Linked DNA regions of Mus musculus: region 1 is linked to region 2. Evidence: chromatin contacts called from public HiChIP or PLAC-seq data. All regions are on one chromosome and are shown on one strand. The core of a region is the stretch at or near the end of the contact, and the rest is flanking DNA. Distances in the headings are between cores, read along the strand shown. Region 1 holds the start of Rbpj (recombination signal binding protein for immunoglobulin kappa J region). Region 2 has its middle 140 kb from the start of Gm40303.

The links. HiChIP or PLAC-seq counts read pairs in DNA pulled down with a chosen protein or histone mark.
Region 1: a contact with region 2 is called in an H3K27ac HiChIP or PLAC-seq map of thymic regulatory T cells, with 7 times the contacts expected there. The contact joins the promoter of Rbpj here to the enhancer-like site in region 2. A contact is called at or near these places in 2 of 15 datasets of contacts at CTCF or cohesin (CD8 T cells and the NIH/3T3 cell line), 27 of 484 Hi-C or Micro-C datasets (B cells, the C10 cell line, CD8 T cells and 20 more), 41 of 115 datasets of contacts at active chromatin or transcription factors (the 230-238 cell line, CD8 T cells, DN3 thymocytes and 28 more) and 4 of 9 other capture datasets (adipose tissue, bone marrow-derived macrophages, liver and 1 more).

What each region holds. Positions count from the first base shown.
Region 1 is chr5:53,588,903-53,592,488 of GRCm38.p6, reverse strand. It overlaps Rbpj (recombination signal binding protein for immunoglobulin kappa J region), which reads right to left and starts at 2,003. Exons shown (of 11, transcript NM_001080927.2): 1 at 1,765-2,003. The coding sequence starts at 1,784.
Region 2 is chr5:53,400,763-53,404,221 of GRCm38.p6, reverse strand. No RefSeq gene overlaps it. Among named protein-coding and RNA genes, the nearest start is that of Gm40303, 140 kb to the right of the region's middle. Within about 2 kb of position 1,336, at least 109 of the 459 cell types and tissues checked have an H3K27ac peak or open chromatin away from gene starts, as enhancers often do. A contact at or near this core is called in CD8 T cells, CD8 central memory T cells, the CH12 cell line and 23 more, where this site is marked.

The DNA of each region.
Region 1 (3,586 bases), core at 754-3,253, 190 kb before region 2:
TGATGCAGTAATTCAGGCCATTAGTATACAATATCCTACACCACACCCCCAGACTTCACCCAAGCTTTTAACATTACCATAACAATAAGAGCTGAAAACAACTTAATGCTCAAGTAACATAAGGAAGTACCTTTTAAGATAACCAAACTGAAAGCTACCAGTCTTTAGACTGCCCGTAATTAATGTATCCCACAAAGATCCTCAAAGCAGTATTCATCAAACCAAAACTACACTCTGCTCTTTGGCACCTGATTCCCAACGTCGGAATAGGAGTTGCCACACATCCACAGAAGTAAAAATCACAAACTACACACTCAAACTGCAAATTCAAACAACCATAAATGGTAAACTCATTTAAATTATGAAGAAGCAAGCCATTGATCAAATTCCCAAGCCAGATGTCTCCGAAAAGTCATTAAAACTGTAGATACAAATTCCAGGGGAAAAAAAAAAAGATAAACTTCATCAGCCCAACATTCACAAGTTTACAACATCAAAATTCACTCACCTCCTATTCACATCAAACGCACATCCACTGCGAATATCTGAAACTATTCTCCATCACCAACAGGGGGTGGGGTGGGGGGGTGGGAAGTACCTTTGAGCCTACTTCTAACAGTCTTAAAATATACCCTTCCATTAGCCCTCAGGTAACCCAGGTGCAAGGCTACTGCGGATGCCCTTGGCCTGGGGCCGTCAGAAGCCAATGATGGGGACGGCAATAACCATCAAGAAATCGAGATCCTTTTCCAGCGCTACTCTTACCAAGCAAAACAATCACGGGCCCAGAAAGATGGCAAAGAAAAGTGGGGTCGTTTTAATCCCAAGAGAGGGGCGCATAGGGGTGGGTAGGGGTGTGATCCCGAGAGAAATGGGTGCGAAGGAAGAAAGGAGGGGCGCGGAAGGAGCAAACTTAAGTATCTCAAGCATCTCCCAGACTCAAACAACAAAAGCAAACCCTAGAGTCTGTGCGCACTTAGAAGCACCAGATGGAGTCCCCGGGGTTGAGACAGTTCAACAGACAGACACAGTGGGCAGCGGATAAATCAGGCAGTGACGCGAGGGGAAGGGGATGCTAAGAGAATGAGACACTACATAGGGGAGACAAAGCCTTGGGGGGGGGGGGTGAGGACCAAAGAGAAAAAGGTGAGAGGGGATACACACGAGAAAGACAATGGAAGAAAGAGAACGGCAGTAATCTGGTGCCAGGGCTATGGCAGGTCACCCAGCTACTGAAGAGAGGGATACAACAAAGGGGCACGGGAGGAGGGACAGCGGGCGGAGTGGAGGTGCAGACGGGATGCGGGGCGCGCAGCGGCTCCCACAGAGAGCCTAAGGCGGCGAAACAAAGGGCTGGGGGCAGAATCGCGGGGGGCAGCGCACACAGACAAAGCGCTCCGGCGCCCAGGGCAGCGGCTGGGAGGACAGGCGACGCGGGCCACGCACGGGGAACAAAGCTGCGCCGGGATCCCCGCCAGGCCCGCCGAGGGGGGCGCGCGCCGGGCACGGTGCCTACGGCCCCGCGCGCCGGCCGCACTCCGCCCGCAGCCGCCGGCCTCGCCACCGCCCGCCCTCACGCGCCCGGAGCCCGCTCCACCGCGGCGCACGGGCGAGCCCCGCACCGGCCCGCGCCATCGCGTCGCCGCCCCGCGCCGCCTCCCGAGGCCCCGGCGCGCCGCGCGGCCCCGGCCCGCCGCCTGCCGCCGGCGGTCAGACGCCCGCAACTTTCCCGGTTCCCAGCACTCGCTGCCCCCTCAGACTTACCCTGTCACAACAGGCGCCATCTTCCACAAACTCTCGCCAAAACTCCAACCCTCGCGAGATTCCCCCCGCCGCCTTTCCCTGCTCCTCTCCCCCGCCCCTTCCCTCGGCCTCGCCGATCGCTGCCACCCGGCCCCCGCGCCGTCTTTCCCCGCTTCGCCGCCGCCGCCGCCGGGAGCCAGCCGCCTCGCGCCGCCCGCGGACTAAGGGATCTGCTCACTGCCTTTCCCTAGAAACCTACCCCGCCGATGGAGCATGCGCAGGCCGCTCCTCCGCGGACAAGCCCTCCGAGTAGTCCATGGGGAGCGCTCCGGTTATCCGGGTTTTGGGACGCGCCCTCGGGGACGTACGTGGAGACTGAGGAAAACCGGAGGGCATTACTACGGGGACCGGGACTGGAGGGGTCAGGAGGCGGGGCCCCGGGGCCGGGAGGAGGGGTCCTGGGAAAATGCGAGCGTCTCACAGGCCTAGAGGAGACGCCTCCTCGAGTGGGTGTTTTCCAAGTGGCTTCCCGCTCGCCGCGGGTTCCCAGCCTTTTTCATTCATTCCGACGTTCACTGGACACCTCCCTTATGCTAATCTCAGTATCAGGTGCCGGAGCGGCGGAGATCGGGACAGAGCCCCGGTCCCCGGTGACCTGCCAGCGACTGTCTCCATTCATTTGCTCCCGCACGACCCGCACACGCGGCGAGACAGGCGTGATCGCCGCGTGAGCTGACCCTTCCCAAGAGCTCTGCAGGGGAAAAGCATTAGGGGATAAGCTCTGTGCCTTTCGCCGCTTCTCCCCGATGCGAGCTGGGGTCATCCCGAGGTCAGCCTCGCGCAAAGGTGTCCCCCCTAACCCCCCGATGTTCACTTTGCACCCACACGTCAGAGCCCCGAATGGTTGTCCCCAGAGCCACCACTACAAGCCCGGGCACTTGGGAGCGAGCTACCCGCCCAGCTCCGACTGCCTGGGGAACTCATGGCAGCAGCCAGCTTGCAGGATGTAGGTGTGGGTGCAGACGTGTAGGTAACTGCCTAGAAACAGCTCCTCCGGCGGTGGCCCGATGCTGTCGCCCGATGCTTGTCTTGCCTGGGACACCTCTCGGCAGGTGGTGGCCCGAGACCTGTCCCTCCGGTCCCCTACCTGCTGATCCTCCCTGCTCCCCCCCCCCCCCCTTCCCGGCCCTTTGCTTTCCAAGAGATTTCCCAGCTCCTGCATTGCCTGCCTCCCGCAGGGAGCCACAAAAAACCCGGAGAACTGGATCAGCCCGCCCGAGACCCGCTCCGGAGCGCCGCAGGATTGGCGCGGCGCGCTCGCGCCACTGCGCATGTGCGCAATGCGGGCAGCCGGAGTCTCACGCTACACCTCCTCCCGAGCGCCTTCCACCGCTCGGCTCAGACACAACACGGGCCGTGGGAAATTTCCTAAGCCTCGCGAGAACGCGCTCTCCTACCCACCCCGCGGGCGGCTGGGCGTGCGCCCTACATCGCGCAGAGCCGGGGCCCCGACAGGTGTTCGTCCCGTGCGGCTCCCGGGACGCGGAAGGCAGGGTCCGACAGGCGCCCGCGAGGCGGGGCGGGGCGGGGCGGTGGGCGCGTGGCGGGGAGCGGCGGGCTGAGGCCGCCCCGGCACACTCACGCACGCGCCGGGGAGGCTTCCTGTCGCCCTCCCGAGCCTGGTACTTTCCTGAAATGTGACAGACGTGGTGCCCCCCGCCTCCGGGAGCTGTCAGCCAGCCCCGTGTCGGCTTTGAGTCATGCATCTGAGTCACCTAGTCTGGCCTCCACTTCACTTGCTCTACAACAAGTTTGGATTCCCTTAACTATTCTAGCAATGGTT
Region 2 (3,459 bases), core at 87-2,586:
CGGGCCAAGTGTGGTGGTACATGCTGTGATACATGCTGGGGTCACAACACAGGAAGGCTGAGGCAGGAGGATCCCCCTGAGCATCACTAACCAGCCAGCTTAGCCTAGCCAGCAAGCTCCAACCCAACAAGTGACAAGCTAGGTGGATGACATCTAAGGACCAGTAGTCAGAGTTAACAGGTAAGGGAGGGACGATGCAGAGAGGGTGGTGGTGGTTGGCGTAAGGTTAAAAGAGAAGGAATTTTCAAAGCTTTATCAATATTTAGTAGATTTGACACTGAATTAGGACCTTTGATGTAGAAAGGGGTTTTAAAACAGTAGTAGTTTCTCTATTTGGGAGTGGTGGTATAAAGAAGACGCTGTCACTTCAGTGCTCATTTTAACCAGTATCTGGCCCAGAGGTTGGGGACCATCATGATATGAAGGCGAATCCATGACACTTGGATGATTCTGGCTGATGCCCACCTGTCATTTATCTCAAACACCCAGAGAGAGGGGCGTTTCCAAGGAACTGTATCTAGAACCCTGTCTCTGGTTGGTTACTTCAGCTGTAATATCCCCTACAGATCCAGATCCAATGCTATTTTCCAATATGTCTTCAAACCCTGTTTTCGGGGCACTCTCTCTCTACCAGCCTCCTCAGGGGCACACTAGTTTCCACCTCAGAAACTTTGTCCCTGTTTAGACATTCCCAGGACATCTCTCTTCTACCTGTTGCCCCAACCCAAACTTCCAAGTTCCTACTGACTCTCAGATGAGCCAAGCTGCCCTTGACTTTTCCAATACCCAATGATTTCACAAGTATTTTTTTGGGGGGGGGATCATGATCAGTATTGCATTTGGGGTGTGTGTGTGTGTGTGTGTGGTGTTCATTTATGTATTTTACATGAGTTTTACATATCAAACTTGGGTTCTCAGGTTTGCAAGGCAATTGCTTTGAGGCCTGAACATCTCAGTCCTGTCCTTGATCTTTGATGATCTCTTAGAGTTGTTTCGATTGTTCCTGAAGGAAAAGGTTGTATGTGTCTTAAGCTTGTTCTGTATGTCTAAACTGCCTCTCCCATGCTGGCCATGCTTAATATCATCCTGCAGTGGTACATGTTCTGGAAGTCTTCACTGGGCCTGCAGTTGATGTGTCTGTGTTTGCACAGCTTCCCTTTATCTCTGCAGGCTCTGACCAGAGTTTGCCCCCGGCCTTACCCAATTACAGGAAAAATAGTGTTCAAAGTAGGAAGCTAGTTCTACGAATCCACATTTCCTCTGTTAGGCAATGAGCTAGCTGCATGGGGCGCAGCATCTGCTGACACATAGCACACTCATTCGGTTTGATTTCATTTATGTCAGAAAAAGACTATTTCCATTCAAGTCACACGCGGTGAAGGGTAGTGTGGTAAAGCGAGTCATTTTACTCCCTTTAACAGCAGCTTCCTCTTCTAGAATTTTCCAGCTCCAAGGCTTGGCAGGTTCTATGGTTTTGTGGCTACTCGAGGCTTCGAGCAATGCATCTAGCAGATACATTTGTAGACAAAGGGAAAGACTCTGGGTTTCCCCTTGCCTCTCTGTTCTGGGTCTGATGTTAGCAGATGGAAATAGAGATGTTTGTTATCAGTGGCCTAGGCTTTCTCTCTAACCCGGATGGATGTAGCTAAAGATAGTTATGGTCATGCACCCGGGCGTTTCCTCTGTTAACTCTAGGACCCTGTCTGTTATCCTCTAGCTAAGACTCTGTGTTCACCTCGAGGATGGTAACATTAACTGGTCTGCTCAGGGACATCTAGATGACTTCTTTTTGAGAAAAAATCTTTTGTTAGTCTTCTTCCCACTGTGTGAATCTAATACTGAAGCTTTCTGCTTCTAGATTTTTCGATGGGGCCTGTGAGAAACTCAAGGCTTGCATCACTGACTCATAGGGAAACAAATGGAGGCTTATTAGATGCCCTTTCTCTCTCTTATGTGGTGTGAGCAACAGCAAGAGTGTCTACCACTGTCAGCTGTCATTTCATGAGTTTCTATTTCTGTGATTTATGTCTCTGCTGTGTCATTTCAGGTGTCGCACCTTGGGGATGTTATGGCTAAGATAGGAGGTGATTTTCACTCATCAAAAATCGGCCCTTGTGTTTGACAGGGAAAGAAGGAAACCATTCTGTTATTAGTCTTTTAAGTGAATATTAACATCCCCATAAATCGATGATCACTGAAGAGCTCTAAAGTCTTTAGAGATTTAAAGATCTCTAGAAGAGAGATCTAAAGTTAAGTTTAATTTAGAAATGTCTATTACCTAATAGCTGCTTGGGTTAATAGGTTTCTAAGGCAGCTAATTTATTTGGGGCATGTTTTCAAAGGGAGTTGATTGGATGCATGTTTGTACTTCTAAAGGATTTACCAAAGAAGGTATTATTCAGTGGAAAGGGACAGGGGGATTACTGCTCCTCGTTATGTGAAGTTAGTGTGATCTATGTGCCTTGACTTCTGTGTACGTTCAAAGACACAGCTCTTCTTTGATATCTACAAGTAATGATGTTATGGGGTGCAAGGAAGCAAAAGAGGGAAACCTGAGTTTCAGAATAGAGTAAGCTGTTTGGATGAACACTGACACCGAGTAGGTCTCTTGTCCTCTTCTACGTATTCAAAGTTCTTCAAATAAATGTGCACATGCAGGAAAGGAAAAGAAAGAGAAAAGCCATCATTTGGTCTCAACAGTGTATCAGCCTAATTATATTAGACACTGGAGACCTGTGTGACTCCACTTTTGATCCATTCTTACGTGAAGTTCATTATTATCTGTTTTTAATCATTGCTCACTTCAAGAGTAGGACAATGGAGATACAGGAGAAACTTTGAAAGCATTTGGGGGCCTTCCCGAAAGCTTTGAAAAGCATTTCTTTGGAAACATTTCTGCTGAGGCAGCGGGCTGGGTGTGAGTGGGTGTTGGGATGGGTGTCTGGGCTTCCCCTTTTCAGATCTGTTTACCTTACACAAATCTCCATAGAAACAAGGCTTGTTTCTGAGGTGACTTGAGGGTTGCCCCGGAGGAACAAGCAGAAAGACAGAGAGCTGAAATTTTCCTATAATCCTAAGAAGGCCACCTATGGCAAGAAATCATGAGTTCTACTGTGCCTCTCCTTAAGACATAACCCTCAGAACTAAATAGTCTTTGTGTTACAGACAGAAACCTTTAACTCTGAACACTTACTCAAATCGTAAGTGACCCACCCATATTTACACCCGGCGTCTCTGACCCTGATACCCACGTTCTTCCTATAAAATGACACCCCCCAGGAGCCGTGATCTCTCCTCCCACATCCCCTACACATTTTCCAGTATGACATAAAACATACTGCACTTCATGTCACCTTCTTGAGGGTTAAAGAAGATTCTCGCAAGGAAAGGGATTCTAGGAAAAAGGAGAAATGGAGCAGATAACCCAAGATTAGAATCAGGAAATGTTTGGACAGCCTT